2 separate regions of the Hordeum vulgare genome follow, and region 1 is linked to region 2. Evidence: chromatin contacts called from public Hi-C data. All regions are on one chromosome and are shown on one strand. Each heading gives the region's core, a stretch centred on a gene start, on an enhancer-like site or on the middle of the called end of the contact. The rest is flanking DNA. Distances are from core to core; before and after follow the strand shown. Region 1 holds the start of LOC123440238 (protein IQ-domain 26-like). Region 2 holds the start of LOC123444379.

The links. A called contact is a pair of places that touch in the nucleus more often than the background predicts.
Region 1: a Hi-C map of leaf shows a contact between it and region 2, with 6 times the contacts expected there. The contact joins the promoter of LOC123440238 here to the promoter of LOC123444379 in region 2. A contact is called at or near these places in 3 of 6 Hi-C or Micro-C datasets (leaf and seedling) and 1 of 1 datasets of contacts at active chromatin or transcription factors (embryo).

What each region holds. Positions count from the first base shown.
Region 1 is chr3H:480,135,757-480,139,826 of MorexV3_pseudomolecules_assembly, forward strand. LOC123440238 (protein IQ-domain 26-like) reads left to right here and starts at 2,048. Exons shown (of 5, transcript XM_045116816.1): 1 at 2,048-2,294; 2 at 2,550-2,618; 3 at 2,701-3,011; 4 at 4,032-4,070. The coding sequence starts at 2,703.
Region 2 is chr3H:479,917,844-479,921,926 of MorexV3_pseudomolecules_assembly, forward strand. LOC123444379 reads right to left here and starts at 1,446. Exons shown (of 3, transcript XM_045121072.1): 1 at 1,308-1,446; 2 at 148-211; 3 at 1-46. The coding sequence starts at 1,393.

The DNA of each region.
Region 1 (4,070 bases), core at 798-3,297, 220 kb after region 2:
TATATAGACATAATTTAGAGTATATATTCATCTATTTTGCTTCGTATGTAGCCCTCTAGTGAAATGTTCAAAAAGACTTATATTAAGGAACGGAGGGAGTAAACTGTGGGGCATGCGGGCCACATGGCTTAGCCATAGTCTCGGCTCAGAGAGCTACCACGTGGCATCGTCGTCAGAGGCCGCCGGCCGTCATACTGTTTTCTTTGCCGAGAACCATGGTTTTACACTCAACTTACAAAGCCTGGATCGTTCAAAATTAAGTTGGATACTATAAGTCGAGTGCAACACTTGATCGACACGCCGCCAAAGGTAATATGGGCTTCGCCGAGTATTAGATATACTCAACTCTATTTATTATGTGTGAAGGTGCCACTCGCACCTCTCACCTGAGGGCCTACATTTGTATGCCAATTCTTCAATTTGTGTTCCTTCCTTTTAGTTCCCATATTTTAGCTTTAGTTGACGCTCTAGTTATGCCATTGAGTTGTATTTTTTGGCAAATGATGAATTTATTACTTAAAATGAAGTATCAAGTGGATAACAAGAATGAGCACACATCCCGTCTCTGCAAAGGTAAGACACAAGCGCACGCGCGCACACACACACACACTCACACCCCCTCCCCCCTACACACTTGCGAGCAAATGGCCAAGTCGTCTAAGACCAAAGTTATGCCTACACGAGGAAAAAAGAAAAGACCATATGCGATGTTAGAGTCTAGGTTTTCATCCTGAAGAACTGGTTCGGTCATATTCAAGCAATGTCTTCAACAAGTTGACGACACAATAACATCATCACTCTGAGGCTCTATAACTAACTCGGGTCAAACTTAGATTTTAACTCCAGAGCTCGAGGTCATTTATTCAAGAAACACCATCATCGAAGTCAATCATGTGTTATCGCCATTGAGCTGTAATAAGTATGAATTTGATCTCGTTGAACGTGTTTGGCATTTTGTTTTCCTGTTACTTTGGTTTCATTCAAGTAATGAAACTGAAGATATATTTTCTGTATGCCCCCTCATGATAGTTTAAAAAGGGTTCTTTGCTTGTAAAATTTTAGTCCAGTCGGACTCTACATTAAAGTAGCCAAGATCAAACTTCGGCGCATGTCGCACTTAAAAGCTGCACAGAAGAACTGATAGCGACGAGCTGGTACTATCTTTCCACGCCGCCTGAAGCTCCCGGGAACAAGAGAAGAAACTGACCACCCCGTAGAAACCGAGAATGTCCATGCATTGTCATGGTGTGAGTGAAGATGATGAGCCACACAGCACACGTTAGGGCCACGAACTAAATCGTGAGGCGCAGGGCAGAGCGTTGTTACTGACCGCGCTGATAGCCATGAGTCCAGATCGAGCAGCTACGAAATTCACGGTAGGACTAGCCCCACTCTGCTCCATTCCGCGAAGGGATCCGGATCGAGTAGGAGTAAGTTTGGCCGCTTCGTCCGTGGTCCCTGGGACGAGTCCAGATCGAGCAGTGACGTTGACGGCAACTGTGGATCCCTCTCCCGTTCTGCTCCGTTCTGTTGGCGAAACAGTGGAAACGCACAAGCCTGCAGCGCCGCGATCCGCTACACCCCCGGTGTCCGTACCCACCTCCTGATGCTACGTACTACTCCATTTCTCCCAAACCGCAATATTTTATCCTGCCTCATCTCGTGGAGGGCATTCCTCCATTCATCCCGGGTGCACCGTCGCCGAACAAGTGTTCCAAGAAACATAAGAGGCCGTCCATGCACGTACGTACGTACGTACCCACGTCCATGCTGCATGAGTGGCATGGTCCCGAATCCCGACCGATCCATTTTGGAGGCGGTCGTGAGTGAATGATTGTGCTTGTGCATTGCCGTGTACTGCCAGGTTGCATGCCTCATCAACGGCGGCTTGCCGTTGTTTCACTCGTGCAGGTCGGTACTGCTGCTGTCGCATGTACGCGATCGAGTTGAGGCGGTCTTCTGTTCTTGCCCGCGCATTTGTTGGCTTGCGCGCGCGCGCTCGGCGGTGGCGCTACTAGTCTTCTTCGTGATCTGGTGGTGCCGACTGCCGAGGCCCACGCGTCAGTCCGGCTCCCACCTATCCCTCTCCCTCCCCGCCCGCTGGAGCCGTAGGAGTAATCCGCTCGCCGCCGCTTCGGTTACCCGTTCGAGGTTGATGCGCTGCAAAGTTTCCGGTTGTGGGCTGGCTGGCTGGACTCGACTCACGTAAACTTCGCCGCCCCGCTCCGGCCACCGGCCTTTCCATCTTTTGCCGCTGCTCTCTCTCCCTTCCCTTACCTGCCCCGCAACCGCAGGTAATCTCGTGCCTTTCCTCTCGAAATTAAAGCGTTCTCCCTCTCTCTGTGCCCTTCATTTCTTTCTCCAATGATTTCGCCGAGTACAAATCGCCCTTCCCTTTTCCATTTTAATTTAATGGCTGCGAGCCGTGATGTCGCGTACGGAGTCGACAAGCTGTATATAAGCCCTCGCTGTGTTTCTTCCTTCCTCTAGGTTTCTCCTTCTGTTGCTGGTCTATCCCCAAAAGCTCATTTTCTCTCGACTCAACTCAGGTCTCGGAGCCCTGGAAGCTCTGTGCGCCGTGCTCTCGGGCATAGTGGGCCAAGTACTGCCCTCTTCTTGTAAGATTCTTCATCTTACTGGCGTTCGGTTGCGTTGACGCGCTAGCTTCTTCTTCTCCCTTGCGTTCGTTCGTGTCCGCAGAGATGGGGCGTGCCATGAGGTGGCTCAAGAGGCTGCTCACAGGCAGGAAGGAGGCGCATGGAGGCGGCAAGGACATCCATGCCGCGCCCGACTGGCATGACACTGCGGCGGTCAAGGAGTCCACCAAGAGATGGAGCTTCGTGAAGCAGAGGAAGAGCGGGGTTGACGCCGGGAAGCGGCCTTCCGAGGCTATCGCCGCCGCGCTGGAGCCGTCGCGGGTGAAGCCATGCCGCTGTGCTGGCGGCGAGCAGGTGGGAGCGCGCGAGGAGACCGCGGCCGTCCTGATTCAGAAAGCTTTCAGAGGCTACCTGGTATGACCTTCATCATCATCCTTGTGATTTCATCCATCTATCTATCGCACGTCATCTATGTATAAGTTGGTTGAGATACTGCCGAGTGAGTGCTGATCGCGTGCGTGTACAAGTTCACTTCGATTATGTGCATCATTTCGTGTTTTTCGGCGTGCCGAAATGGCTTGAACAGTCCCAGACTCCCAGTGTGCGCTAGGATTCTGACGTTGGTCCTGTTTGGATCTATGGGCTAGAGTTAGTTTGAGCTAGTTTGGTTCAACTAGCCTTAAAGTATCCAAACATAAGGGTTAGATTGAAGCTAGTTGCATCTATCCCATCCAAAAAACTATCCCATCAAAAAGGTGCTAATTGGAGCTAGTACTCATGTGGTTCATTAAAAAATATTTTTGTCTCTCTCTCCCACCAACCAAGAGATGCTAATTGGAGATAGTTCTTATGGGGCTCATTAAAAAATCACTTTTCTCTTTCCATAAAGTGCATCTATTGTCAATTTAACCCTTCCATCCAAACACCTATTTGGCTAGAGTTAGTTTAGGGTTAGTCATGAGCTAGAAACTAACTCTAACCACTAGCTAAGTTAGAGTATCCAAACAGGGCCGTTAACGATGCAGATCCTCCCATCAATTATTTTAGTGGATATGTTCGCACCGTTTATGCCACACCCGTCAGTTCGTTTTGTACTATATGTTGGGCTTAGTTGGCTAAACTTCGCTGTATGTGATGTCACTGCTCGTCATGTCCCTTTCCATAATGGACAGTTGTTAGTTGTTAACTCTTCCTCTGTTTCTGTGCAAAGTATGCACGTTGATCTTGATCGGCTGCGCAGTTCTTTACTCCTGCTTCGGGCCTTCAGCAGCGACTTCTCTTTATAATAAGCTTTATGTTGGTTCAGCGTCAGTGCAGTGGTTACTGATTACGCAGTGTGACATGAGCTTATTCGTCTGAATACGGTTCTTTACTCCTTGGCATAATGCAAGTTGTTTCAGTTGAAGTTTGAATCTGTGATTATATTGGCTTCAGGCTAGGAAGGCGCTTCGCGCTCTGAGATCACTCGTCAAG
Region 2 (4,083 bases), core at 196-2,695:
CTCTAATTTTGTTGAGATCCACTCTCGCTAGCGGTGTGCCTGAAACCTGGAAAGGTGATGTTAACATCAAGAAAGGATGTTAGGAGAAATCAAGAAAGATGAGAGAAGTATAAATTGCCAATCAACGTGTCAGGAATTTGAGCATACCGATGTATTGGATGATGCCGCCACTTTGTCCTTATCAACAGCAGTTTGAGAAGGAGGTCTACTCCTGTGTTCCAAAGCACAACAACAACATATTTACCATACTAGACAAGAAAGTAAACTGATGAGAAATTACAGTCAGCAGAAAGGCATGGCTGCTGCAGTCAACAGAACAAAATCGCTGCTCTTAGTAACCAGTGCGTGCAAAGCAAAAATGAATTGCAAAAAAGAATGAGTAAGGAATAAAAGGTTAAATGCACAATTTTCTGTATGGTATAAAATATTTTCATGCTGACTGTCAGTGCATCAAGTCATCAATTAGCATACGGTTGGTGCTATTCTCAATTCAGGCAAGGTACCCTCTAGTGCGTTCAGGTTGATAATGTCATTGAACCCAACGCTTACAATCACATACAGACACACAATGTAAAGTTAACTAACTGAATAGCTAGTTTGGTTCGATGAGTTAATGGTGGTATTGATTTGTCATAGCTATCCACAAAGGATCTACAGAACGTGAGATTGACTGCACCCAACCCAAGTTTTCAATTACAATGCACGGTCAGAGGAGTTGGACGAACAGAACCCTGAGCAAAATAGTGATTGCAATAGGGGCAGTTGATTTTCAAGCGTCAGAAAGAATTCACCACTGGGTACGCGAGAGTTGCTCGTTCTGTCATCAAATTACCCACTCCTCCACTCAATTGTGGTTGATACCCCAACCCAGCATATTGCCTGAAAAATTATATGTCCGGGACAGAAATGCAAAAGCGACCGATATTCGCCTCAATCAACAAGGTCCCTCTGGGAATATCGAGACTTTTGCCCAAAAATAGATAAACAAGCACATTGCCACATTCCAAAGCCCCTTTCAAAGAACACCAAAACCTAACGTACAGCGGTGCTCGGTGACAGGATCAGCTAGTCGGCAGGCTAGTCCGGAATCTTTACCTAAAAGAACACTACACCTGTAGCCACCCCACACCACTGGCACGCCCCACAACCAAGGTCGGAACCTTTGCGATTTCTTCCCAAAACTAAAGGACGGCGCAGCGGGATCGTGAGAGATTAGGCAAATCATCCATCAGATTGGGGAGTTGGAAGCACGCGGCAGTCACGCTGAGGATAATTGAAAGGGTAGCGCGGAAATGCGCGGAGGGTACCTCCGAGACGGTTCGATCTTCCGCCGCTTCGGTGCCGGCGGCTGCGCCGACGCCGGGGAACCAAGCTCCGCTTCCTCCGCCGCCATGGACTTCCAGTCTTGGTGGTTCGCAGGCCTGAGCCCACAAATACTTTGTTCGTCGGCCCGAAACGTAAGACCTCTTTGATAAAACTGCCTCTTTGATAAGTACGGCCCAATAAGTCCAGTAACAGAGCAATTGCGGACAATGCGGTTCTCCAAACGAATATCTGTTTCGGCTCCCGAGCTCATCTGATGAACACCGAGTTTAAAAAAAAATCCGACGAACACTAAAATAAAATAAAAATACTTCAAAAAAAATACTAACACAATTCGAAAAATTCCTGCTCCCTTCATTTTTAAATATAAGTATTTTTAGAGGTTTCAGTAGGATACTACATACGAATGTATATGGATATATTTTAAAGTGTAGATTCATTCATTTTGTTTCGTATGTATTCTTCTAGTGAAATATTTAAAATAAAAATATTTAGAAACAGAGGGAGTAGTTATTTTGCATGGGAAAAAAATAGTGCATGAGATCCGCGTCAAATTTCAACGCATTTAGACATCTAAACAGCTTTCAACAAAGAAAAAACCAAATAATAAGTGTCATGCAGTGTGACACGGAGCACACCGGCCATGTCGTTATTTAAAATTAAAGTTGCCATCCAAAAAAAAATCTAAAAAAACTGAAACTCTTCATCTGAAAAGAAAGTTTTCATGCTTAACAACTAAAGTTGGCATCCTAGGGCCACTAAACTTTCCATAAAACCGCTTTGAATTTGCCATGTGTTCATGCTACGTGTGGCACTTACCAGGGTGCACAAACAATAAACTTTTTCACAAACCCTAATTTTGTTGTTTGCTGAGAGCTGCTTGGATGTTCAAATGAATTGAAATTTTGATTTTACTGTTTATGGACAGGAGCAGATGTGCTTGGGAACCATTTAGCTGCTCTTTTATCCAACAACAAGAAGATCGAAGAACATAACATCCTTTTCACTCTAGCTATAGTATTGTCTACTTTCAAAATTTTGGTAAATCATTTTCCCAATTGTTGAGTCTTTTGATAAGATTTGTGCTGTTTTTTCTTCATCCGGTGTTGTTGCATGTCTTTTTATGCTGAAACTTTGACTTGCCAGTGTTTGGAATCAGTCGATTTTCTTATAGGCTCGAAGATCATTATCCAATTGTTTAAATTCTATGTGTTTCTTTTGTTATTTTTTATTTTCAACATGTTTTCCTTTTTCCTCTATGGGTATTTTTGAGCCGTTGGATGAGTGCAAATGCACACATACGAGTATTATGGAATAATTGTGTAAATTATATTAGTGTGCGGAAATTGCACTATTACATACTTGTTCTTTGTGTATTATAAACATTGCAACTTCAATGTAAAAGTTGTGTGCAACCTTTCTAAGTTTAATTTTATTTTCTTACTTCTAAATGGTAATATCAACGCCATTAATACATTATTTATTTTTTCTAAAAATGGATTTTTCTTTTAGTTTTTTTACTTTCTTTCTTAATTTCGATGTCACTAATTCATTTCTTCTTAGAAAACTATTTATTTAAAAATTAACTATTATATTATTATTTTGCATATTATAAAGAAACAAAATGTATCCATAAATTTTATCGTTATTTCTTTTCTTCTTCTTCAAGGGTAATACCAATGCCACTAACTCATCATTTCCTCAAAAAACATCATTTTTTGTGTGTGCAAGTATACATGCAATACTCCCTCCGTCCTAAAATAAGTGTCTTAAGCTTAGTACAATTTTGTACTAGATTAGTACAAAGTTGAGACAGTTATTCTGGGACAGAGGGAGTACTATGGAATGTGTATGTAAATTATACTAGGGTGTGAAAATTATGATATTAGTGCTCTTTGCATATTGCAAAAAGTGTAACTTCATGCAAAGTTGTATGGAAGTTATTTTTTCCTTAATTAAAGAGTAATACAATGTCACTAGTTCATTATTCCTTGCAAAACATTTTTATTTTTATTTTTGTTTTTATTTCATTATCTTTCTTCTTTAAGGGTATTATCAATGGCACTAGTTCAATCATTTGCAAAAGTTCCACCCTTATAAGCTTATTCTTACGTACTGTATAAAAGAAACTTATGTGTAAAGAAGTTCATTATGTTTTCTTTTCCTTTTTCATTCTTCTTAAAGGGTAATACCAATGTCACTAATGCATACTTTCCTAGAAAACTTTTAAAAATGTTTTTTTTGGTTATGTGTTAACATGTATCACGTTAGTTTGTCATTAGTCATGCCGAAACGCAAGTATCTATTGGTATTCTCTTTAATGCTTCGAAAGGACCGAGAGCATCTTTAAAAAATAAGCTGGCCCGAATAGATGCAACACTTGTCAAAAACACTTTTTCAGGCGACTTGCACCTAGTCGGTTCCCATATTTGTTTTGGGGGGCATCGTCTTTTGCCACAAAACTAGCAACTCCAATTCAGAAACTGATAATGTTTGCAAAAATTGTGTCCCCCCTAGATTGTGACAACATGTATGGCTACTACTGACATGTGATCCTTTCCTTCTTAGGATTTCCGTTGGTCCTTGCTTACTACCCCCTCAATTCCAAAATATAAGATGTGTCAATTTTTGTTCAAGTAAAATTTTGTATGTTTGACCAAGGTTCTAGAAAGATATATTAATATCTATAATTTAAAATAAGTAAATATTTTTTGTGGTGGATCTATGTTACAAATTTGGTTTTGTAGATATTGATATTTT